2 separate regions of the Sus scrofa genome follow, and region 1 is linked to region 2. Evidence: chromatin contacts called from public HiChIP or PLAC-seq data. All regions are on one chromosome and are shown on one strand. The core of a region is the stretch at or near the end of the contact, and the rest is flanking DNA. Distances in the headings are between cores, read along the strand shown. Region 1 overlaps XXYLT1 (xyloside xylosyltransferase 1). Region 2 has its middle 93 kb from the start of FAM43A.

The links. HiChIP or PLAC-seq counts read pairs in DNA pulled down with a chosen protein or histone mark.
Region 1: a contact with region 2 is called in an H3K27ac HiChIP or PLAC-seq map of skeletal muscle. The contact joins two enhancer-like sites. A contact is called at or near these places in 2 of 47 Hi-C or Micro-C datasets (embryonic fibroblasts and heart right ventricle) and 1 of 2 datasets of contacts at active chromatin or transcription factors (skeletal muscle).

Annotation. Positions count from the first base shown.
Region 1 is chr13:132,107,305-132,111,840 of Sscrofa11.1, forward strand. All of the region lies in intron 3 of XXYLT1 (xyloside xylosyltransferase 1), which reads right to left. Among named protein-coding and RNA genes, the nearest start is that of XXYLT1, 160 kb to the right of the region's middle. Within about 2 kb of position 2,942, at least 9 of the 83 cell types and tissues checked have an H3K27ac peak or open chromatin away from gene starts, as enhancers often do. A contact at or near this core is called in skeletal muscle, where this site is marked.
Region 2 is chr13:131,752,738-131,757,826 of Sscrofa11.1, forward strand. No RefSeq gene overlaps it. Among named protein-coding and RNA genes, the nearest start is that of FAM43A, 93 kb to the left of the region's middle. Within about 2 kb of position 3,769, at least 3 of the 83 cell types and tissues checked have an H3K27ac peak or open chromatin away from gene starts, as enhancers often do. A contact at or near this core is called in skeletal muscle, where this site is marked.

The sequences.
Region 1 (4,536 bases), core at 1,692-4,191, 350 kb after region 2:
CCAGAAATAGCTGTGGGACTGGCAGCTGTATGATCTAGGAGTCACTCAAAAGGCCCTGTCTAGAACCTGCCCTTCAGCCCCTCCATCAACACTGTAAGCACGCAAGTTCCCACTGTTAAACCCCTTCTGCTTATAATACCTGGAATACCTGCGTGGTTCCTGTTTCCAGTGCTGACCCCTGGTGGATAAACCATCTGGATATAACCAAGCAAGCTCAAATGCCAGGGAACCAGAATAGAAGTGCTCCTGTGAGCATCGTTATTTAAAGGGCACCATGAGACTCCAAGGGTGGGCTAGTCAGTCTCCAGGGCAGCTCTGGAGGAGGGCCCTGACGTGCTCATCTTGGAGCTGAGATGGAGGGCAGGGGGGCCTGGGGGGCATGTCTGAGTGGAGGGAGATGGTGGAAGTGTGAGCTAAGTGTGTCAGTACCAGGACTGGGGCTCAGTTACCTAAAGGGTGACGAGGTCTGATGTGGGAAGTTCAATGTGACAGCTGGAAAAGCGAAGCCTGCAGCCAGGGTCAAGAGAGACAGGCTGAAGCGAAGGAACCAGCCCAGGGCCACACAAGGGACAAGGGCAACTAACCACCCACCAGCCTGCCAGCTCTCACCTGCTTACAGCTTCATTTTCTGCTTACCCTTGCCCTGCCCCGGGACCTTTGGGAGAATGTGATTGAATTTCTCATGTCTGTGGACTTTAAAACCTATGCCAGTGGGAGAGGATGGGGAGGAGAAGTGGGGGAGAGAGGAGGAGAAGGGGGGGAGAGAGATGGAGAGGAGAAGGAATTGGGGGGAGAGAGATGGGGAGGAGAAGAGGGGGAGAGATGCAGAGAAGGAAGGGGGAGGGGGGAAGAGAGATGGGGTGGGGGGAGAGATGAGGAGGGGAAAGGAAGGGGATGGGTGGGGGAGAGAGAGCCATCAGTTACCCAGGACCCAGTGAAAGCTCTTGTGGAAATACACCCTTGCTTGCCGCCTCACCGGAGTCTTGTTGGTCCCTTCCCCTGGGATCCTAGGAGGCAATTCATGGCAGAGCAATGCAAAGAGCAGATACACGTGTGTAAGGATGCTCAGACTCAACAGGAGTCAGAGAAATGAAAATCAGGGTAACAGTAAGATATTACTGTCTAGCCATCAGAGGGCTGACATTAACAAGGAAGTAACAATTAATGCTGTGGGGATGGGGGATCAGGTACCCCCACCAACCCCTAATGGAAATGAGAACTGCAGTAGTCCTTTTGGAACACAGTCTGGAAATATCTATCAAAAATAAAAACACTCCACCCTTCAGCTCAGCACTCTTACTCCTGGGAATCTACCTCTGGGAAATAAAAGCAGTAGTCCATAAGGATATACAGACATACACGAGGAAGTTTATGGAAGCAGTCTATGGATGTTTATGGAGGTAGTTATTGTAAATTTAAAAACTGGAGACAAAGTGAATGCCCGTCAACATAAGAATGGTTTAATAAAATAAAGACCATCCGCTCTAAAGAATAAAAAAATGAAGTAAGTGGTATACCAGCTGGCTTGGAGGGATTTTCTATAAAGTACTGATGAATAAGAAAAGCAGTGTGCAGTGACTGTGATTAATATCCCATTTTTAGAAAACAATTACTTAAAAAAATCTTAACACATATGTGTTGGTGTGTGTAACTATATAATTTTGATAAGCATAGGTAAAAGTCTGGAAAGATTCTGTGGTTGCCAAGGGGGAAGGGGAGGGAGTGGGGTGGATTGGGAGCTTGGGGTTAATAGACGCAGATTATTGCCTTTGGAATGGATGAGCAATGAGATCCTGCTGTGCAGCACTGAGAGCTATGTCTGGTCACTTATGATGGAGCATGATAAATGTGAGAAAAAACAATGTATACATGTATGTGTAACTGGGTCGCCATGCTGAACATTAGGAAAAAAAAGAATGTATTGGGGAAATAAAAATAAAATAAAATGAGTTATTTGGTGTGGAGCTCAGACAGGGAGACAAAGGGAACAGAGAAAACAAAACTGGAGCATCTCTCCTCTGTCCGTCTGTCTGTCCACGTGTGTTTGTCTCTCTCACGCTCTCTCTCTCTCTCTGTCTCTCTCTCTCACACACACACACACACACACACACACACACACACACACACACACACACGTTCCTGCACTGAAGAATGATGAATCATGAAAAGGTCACAATCTGGGGAGTCCTTGCCCCCCTCCATCCATACTTCCAACTCACAAGGCTGCTGGAAGGGCAGCCCCGCCCTTCCGCCACGCTGCTCTTTCCAGCAAACTTCTCCCACGGTCTGCAAGGTGAGAATGTGGAAATGAGCTGTAACATATCCTCTCCTCTCTCAAGACCCCACCAGGAGAGCCAGCAATCAGGACAGCCCAGCCGTGCGCCAACTCAGCTCATCGTCTCTATAGAAACCACTCATAGGCCCTTGTGGTCACCACCACCGCTACCGCCCCCACCACCCGCTCCGCACCCAGAGAAATAAGGCTAAGACCAAAAGCACGGGTCCCTCATAGGGAGAGAGGTCGGTGGCCTCCTTTGTCCCTGATCCTCTTCAGCCATTGGAGTGCCTCCAGAGCCCTGTCCTGGGTCGACTTGGTCCTTGAGGGCAGCTTGGTTCTAAAGGACACCGTGGACGGTGCCATCACAGGCCAATAGGTGTAAAGGGAAATGGTTATCTCATTCACCACTTAGGGCTGGAGCTGCCGTTCCCTGAAGCCCACGTCATAGCCTCCTCCTCAGAGGAACAGGAATTTCCAGGGAGAGAAAATGCACGCTGCCCCGGATCACATACTCTCTTTTTTTTTTTTTTTCTTTCTGAAAACTCCGAGTAGTGAGGTCTTTTTCACATGGTGCTGAACCTCACCGCATCCAAGCATCCACTCTCTGCTCAAAGCCCTGCCCCCTGGAGCCACAAGGAACAAGCGTATTTCCTCTGACATGAAGACAGGGATCGTGCCCCCACGGGCTCTCTCTTATCTTGACTAAACAGCCCCAGTTCCTCAGACTGGTGTTGAGTATGCGTCTCAGGAATTTCCTGATGGCAGGTCAAGCCGTTACTCTTCCAGAGAAGCCTGGGGATTTGGAGAGGATGCAGGCAAAGACCCTCCACGTCCAAATGGCGGTGTCCACGCTCAGCCCCAGATGCCCCCTGCTGAGCTCGTCTGGCCTTGACTTACACAGGGAAGGCTGCGCAGATTAAACCAGGCGTGGAAGCAGCAGGAGGCACAGGAAGAGGTGATTAAAGCGTGTGGCCCCGGAGAAGGCCCAGGAGCACCTTGGCTCCTTACAGCCCCCTGCTGCAGGGCTGGGGGTCCCTGGGCCGCCATGGGGGAAATGCACCAGCTCAGAATGAGAGAGTCCTGGGCCCAGGGTTTGAGAGCCTCAAAGACAACAGTGGGTCCACAGTGTTTTAGGATTCCCCAGGAAGCGGAGGCCATAGGCCTTCCAAATTTAGTTTCTTGAAGGCGGCATCTTAGTAGGGTTCTAAGAGCACTGCGTTCATCGGGCTCCGCTAGTTACTAGCTGAGCAATATCCCTGCTTCGAACCTCAATTCTACCTTTGATAAAATAGAGGTGATTCCTGTATAATGAAACAATAAAGGAAATTACTATGTACACTGTGTTGCTATATAAATAAATATGACTTTATTATCCCTGCTGAGGATAGGCTGTCGAAGGCATTCAGAAAGAGACGGGGTAGCTGGTAACTAGTACGAAACTAAGGGGACCGACTGGGTGATAATATGGAGCCACTTTTCCCAATGAGAGGAAAGACTGCATTAGATGGAAACCGAGTGAGCATTAAAGGTGATTCCAAGTGCAAGAGCGACCCCAGGCCAGACCCCGTATGGAGGAGAAGCCCAACACCGCGAGACTACGGTCTAAGACATTCCACAGCTGGCAGTGGGATGCTCCCAAGGGAGAAGGGGGCCGTCCCGCTCCCCCGGAACAATGCTGAGTCTCCTGAATGCCTCTTTTGTTCCATGCAGCACAAAAATCGCAAACATTTTTTAACTACCCTGTGTTTTTGTAGCTGTTTGTTCTTTTCTCAAAGGTCCTAAGATCACAGAAAAGCTTCCAAGAACAATAGCTGGTAACCTGCGCTGTGCAGTTGAAACAACAAGGCTGAGGGTTTCTGGCTGAAGGAGGGAAAGGCGGGCAGGAGGGTCTGGGCCGGGGTTGGGGGGGGCGCCCCCAGCACTGTCCCCGTGCTCCCCCTGGAGGGAAGACCCCACTGGCTCTGCAGGATTCCTGCGGGATGACTGGGGCACAGCTGCCCTTTCTCCAGATCGGATTCCAGTCAAAACTCACGTGGTCTCTCTTTGCTCTCTGCAAATGAAAAGCTTAGGTTTCTACCCTGTTTGCTAAGGCCTCCATCAAGGCCCCAGGAAGGGGACCATGTGCTCAAAGAAGAGAAGAGCTGAGATGTCCAGCAAGGGCCCCACCTCTCCTGCACTGCTGCTGTTGCTTCCCAACCTCGTGGGGTGTCCTCTTTCCAAACACCACTGGCGCCCCTCTGCTGCCCAGATGCCCCCCA
Region 2 (5,089 bases), core at 2,519-5,018:
TTAAATATGCTCCCTGAGGCATCAGTGTATTTTAAAAGTTCCCGGGTGCACCTTGTAACTAGCCAGGGTTGAGAAACACGGCTATGGAGTTGTGATGATGGAGCAGAGATGGTCTGGACAGATGGCAGATGGACAGGCCAGTGGTGTACATGGGGGTGGGGCAGGAAGGAAGACAGAGACCCTGGGATCAGCCTGGCCTCCAGGAAGAAGCCTCAGGAGAGAGCATCATCTCACCAGCCCAAGGAGGGCGGGTCCCAGGTGGGGGCCCTGTGAGCAGCATTAGATGCTCCAGAGGGCCGGGCAGTGTAAGGGCTGGAGGGTGTCTAAGGATGGACCTGGTGAGGGTGGGGATTGCAGAGGCAGATGGGACCAGACTCAGGCAGAGTGGAGGGGACAGTGAAGACCACCCAGGTGGGCGACTCTGTCAAGAAACGTGGCTCTGCACCAAAGCAGAGGGAATAGCTAGAGGGAAACAGAGGGAGCAGGCAAGATGGGACAGCTTTGCCCGGAGGGCAAGCTGACCACTCCCTGAATGAGAGGGCAGAGCGTGGTGACTAGAGGGCAGTTCTGAGATGGCTGAGGGCCAGTGGACAGATGAACCTGAGGAGGAGGGTGGCTCTCCTGTCTGGGCGGCACCTGCCTCCATAGGTCCCAGCACCTGTGCCTGCCCCACGAGGAGTATTGACAGGTGGGCAGACGCTGCTGCTCCCCTCCTTCCATGCCTCCTCCCCCTGTGCTTTCTCGTGTTCCCCTTCATGTTCTCCCTGCACCCCCACTCTAGCTGGAGATGCCAGCACTGCCTTGATGCAGATGAGTCTCCCCTTCTGCCCACTCCTTGACCCCAGGGTGTTTTTTGTTGTTGTTGTTGTTTTTTTTTAATCATCAACTGTTAAGTGGTCTGGGAATGTCTTGAAAGCAAGGACTTAGAATTTGCCTGAGGTCCTTGGTAATAACTTATGGTAGGTCTTAATACACTCTGGTTGTGTGAATTCATGCATGCACACAAGCATAAATGTGTGCTAAAAATCAATACATATACGTGTATGTTCTATACATATTCCCCACGGTGCCTGCTTGCCACAGGGAGGCCATAGGCCCACACTCAGCCTGTGTGCTTGCCAAGGTCTTTCCACGGGCCTCTGGCCGCCCTCTGTGCCATTCGCCCACGTACTGGAAAGAAGCCATCCGTGGACACAGGGCCTGGCCCAGCCACGTTTCCTGGATACATCTGTTCTGGTTTAGGAAAGATCACAGGTGGTTTTTGAATTCTGGAATGCAAGTGCTTCTGACATATGGTTAAAGGGAAGGAAGTTCGCCATCACGATATGGAATTTATGCTCCACGAGGCTCACTTTTTCTTTCAACACTAAATGGCTTCTGGGAAGATAACAGGAAGAGGCGTCTTTCCAGGGCTCATCCTCTTTCCCAGTTTGCTCACGAAACATATGGCAGAAGCAGTGACTCAATTTCAACTTGCAGTGTTATTTCCTAGTTTATAAGAGCTGTAAAAGAATGTCCAGCAAAGCAGGCAGGCTAATATTTTCAAGCTTCCAACTCTTGTTTCTCCTAACAAATGTTAGGGCATATTGCAAAAACATTTTTTAAAAGCCAAATTCAGCATATTTTATTTAAATATATCCAAAATTTTTCTAACACACAAATTGCTCTCTTTAAGCCAAAAAACTTCTTAATTCCAGACAAAAATAGTAAGCACAGGGATGATAGCTATCGTGGGATATTGGATTTTTTAAATCTTAACGTGGAAGACTTTGGTTGAGAAAAGAGACACTTTCCTTTCTGTCTGTGAAGGTCATTGAGAGGAGCCATGTATATGCCTGGATACCCCACCACCACACCCACACCCCCCACTACACACACACACACACACACACACACACCACACTGTACAATGGCATGTAAGATATTTGAACTTGAGCCAGGTCAGCACAGGGTGAATTTCTTAGAGAGTTCAGGCCACTGGCTCAAGATACACTGGTGCTACTGAGGCCACTTGAGTCCCCCACTCCATTCTACTCCCTGCTTTGTGTGGCCATGGAACCCTGACACTGGCCAGCCACCCTGCAGCACAGAATGTTCCCAGGCCCTGAGGTTGCCGTGTTCCTGCCTCTGGCCTGACTGCTCGAATGACCAGGCAAGATTCTCTCCCTTGGAAAAGAAGGATGGAAGCCCAATGAGATTACAATTTTCTGTCTCAGAAGGGCATCTGGGAACAGATGTTCCTAGAACTGTGAGATCTTTCTGGCATTTTTTTTTTTTTTTTTTGCAACATGGCGATTTGCTATTTTGTGGAGTTCAAAATGATCACCAAGGGAGGTCTAGTTATGACCTGTCATCCTACAGAGTATAATCATGCCAATGGTTTCTGAGGTCCTGACCAGTGACAATCTTTAGGCCTCAGAGCCTGAGTGTTTGCATGGAGACAGGTGGATAAAAGATGGTGGGGGCAGGAGCCGGGCTGGAGGAGGACAGAATCTCAGGGGTAAAGTGGCTGCATCAAGAGGAAAGGAAATCAAGATGAAGCTCCAGGGCTTGTCTGAGGAGGCAAGAACAGGGAGCCTGGTCCCCCCTCAGAAGGGAGCTGGGGGAGTCCCAAGTGACCACAGAGAGGGAGGGAAGGACAGAGGGAGAGAAGAAGGAAGGAAGCGGTGGAAGGTCTTTCTAGTTCCTACTTCTCCTCCTGTCTGGAATGTGCTGGAACAATCTGTCAGAACCCAGGCCTTCCTGACACTGGCTAAATCCTATAGCTGCGACCCTTGACTGGGGATGTAGAACCAACAGGTAACGTGTCAACAGAGGCCCACTCTTCAGCGGAGATGATGTCATCAAGATGGGCGCTTATGCATCACGGCAGTTTTGCCAGAGTCATAACAGATGCCAGGCAGGGGAACACCCAGCTCCTATTTCGTTCACGTTCGAAATGAAGTTCCATCAGGAGCAGCTGGAGGAAGGGGGATCCTGGGATGAAGAAGTCTAAATGGAGGCACGGGGGAGCTCCCATTGTGGCGCAGCAAAAATGAATCCAACTGGTAACCACGAGGTTGTGGGTTCGATCCCGGCCTCTCTCAGAGGGTTGGGGATCCGGCGTTGCTGTGAGCTGTGGTGGAGGTCAAAGAAGCAGCTTGGATCCCGTGTTGCTGTGGCTATGGTGTAGGCCGGCAGCTGTAGCTCCAATTCAACCCCTGGCCTGGGAACCTCCATATGCCATGGGTGCATCCTTAAAAAAAAAAAAAGAAAAAAAATCAAATCAAATCAATCAATCAATCAATCAATAAAGGGAGACATGGGAACTATCTTCAGATAGCTGAATGGCCATCCTCCGTGTGGTCCAGAAGCAGGCTTACTCCTTGAGAGCCCAGAGAGAGAGAGAAGGTGGTGTGTTTTTTAAGTCCCTAAAAGCAAGAATCATGGTACAGGCTGCTGGGGAGGTGGTGAGTTCCCCGTGCTGGGAGATTCAAGCAGAGGCTGTGGCAATATTGTCAGGATCCTCCCAGTCTTTGCTGTTAATTAGCCGGTGTGATCGTTCCTACCGGCGAGAGTTGAAGCCCAATCCGGCCTCCTATGCTGTCTCTTTGTGTTGTTTAGACAGGGTTCCCAAGACTCTCAAGGATGGACTGTCTGCACTGTTCTCCTTCTGTGTCCCTATCTACCTATGACCTTAGCTCACTAAAAGTGACCGGGGCCCGCACGGTGCTGAGTTACAACCCAACATCCTGGCTTTGACCATATGAGAAAGATATAAATAGCTTTATATCTAATGAGAAATGCAGGGCTTACCAAGGTTATGTAATTAGTTGGTAAGTGGAAGTCTGGTCCAGGTTCCCAGCACAAGGCCCTGTCGATTTTTAAAGGCACACTTAGGTATGTAAATAATCAATCCCCTTAATTTAATCTGTTTGTAAACCAAGTTTTTGAATACATTCCTTAAAATGGTGTTTAGGGAGCTATGATTTCACCCCCAGCTCCACCCACAGAATTCTGGGTTTCCTACATTCTTCTCTTTCATCCCAAGACACATAGCTTAAGGATTACCACACTGTGGGGAGTTGTAATACCTGATAATTGCTTGTTTGATTTTGTAATCCACCCTCCCCCTCCTTCCTAAAAAGACTTTCTGGAGGAGAAGGAGATGTGCAGGTGCACAGCAAGCAAACGAAACCACATTTTGTTTCCACACATTCTGTCCGATATGGGGGGACAACAAGATGTTCTGGGTGGTCTTGGGGCAGGAATCGGGAAGGAATGCAAATTAGACACGTGAGAGGTGCTGGGAGAAGCCTAGAAGCTGTGCCCCTGAGTCACTGCCTGACCCTGTGGTCAGGTTCCCTCTTGGGCGTCCATGCTCTCACGGATAAAACCAGAAAATGGGATAGTTGGGCACACAGGTCGGATCCTTCACCTTTGGTTTAAAAGCGGTCGTTCTCTGTGACCAGGGAGGTGGCGGTGTCTACTCCCCACACACCTGGGGGTGTGTCCTTGGGCGCCTCACACTGGCCAGGTGGGAAACTCCCACCACAGTTTCCATGACCCACTTCTCCAAGGAACCTTTCAGGAAAGGCTTTCAAAGAGTCAGAATTCTCTGTAGCTTCCTCCTTTAAACAGGTCTCCTACTTCATCCCTGGGGAAGAATCCATGACACATGGATGAAGAGGGAGGCGGGATTATTTCCTGAGGAGAAAATTAAATGGGGCAGGGTGCTGGGGGAAATGGAGTCTTTCTCAAACAGTGCGTGGAGGAGGGGATGTAGCCATGTCCCCTGAAATCCGATGTGTTTTGATCCATGGAGGGGTATAGCTCAGGGTGCTGAACACACAGGCACTGAGGGCAAGAGACTTTTCATTACAAAGCTGATTACTTTATGGGAAATTCACCCTTAAGAATAATACCTCAAGGAAGACGTTCCCATGGCTCTGAACCCCACTAATATCCATGAGGAAGCAGGTTCGTACCCTGCCCCCACCCCCGTTGGTTAAGGATCTGGTGCTGCCATGAGCTGTGGTGTAGGTTGCAGACTCAGCTCGGATCCTGTGTTGCTGTGTGGCTGTGGTGTAGGCCGGCGGCTACAGCTCCA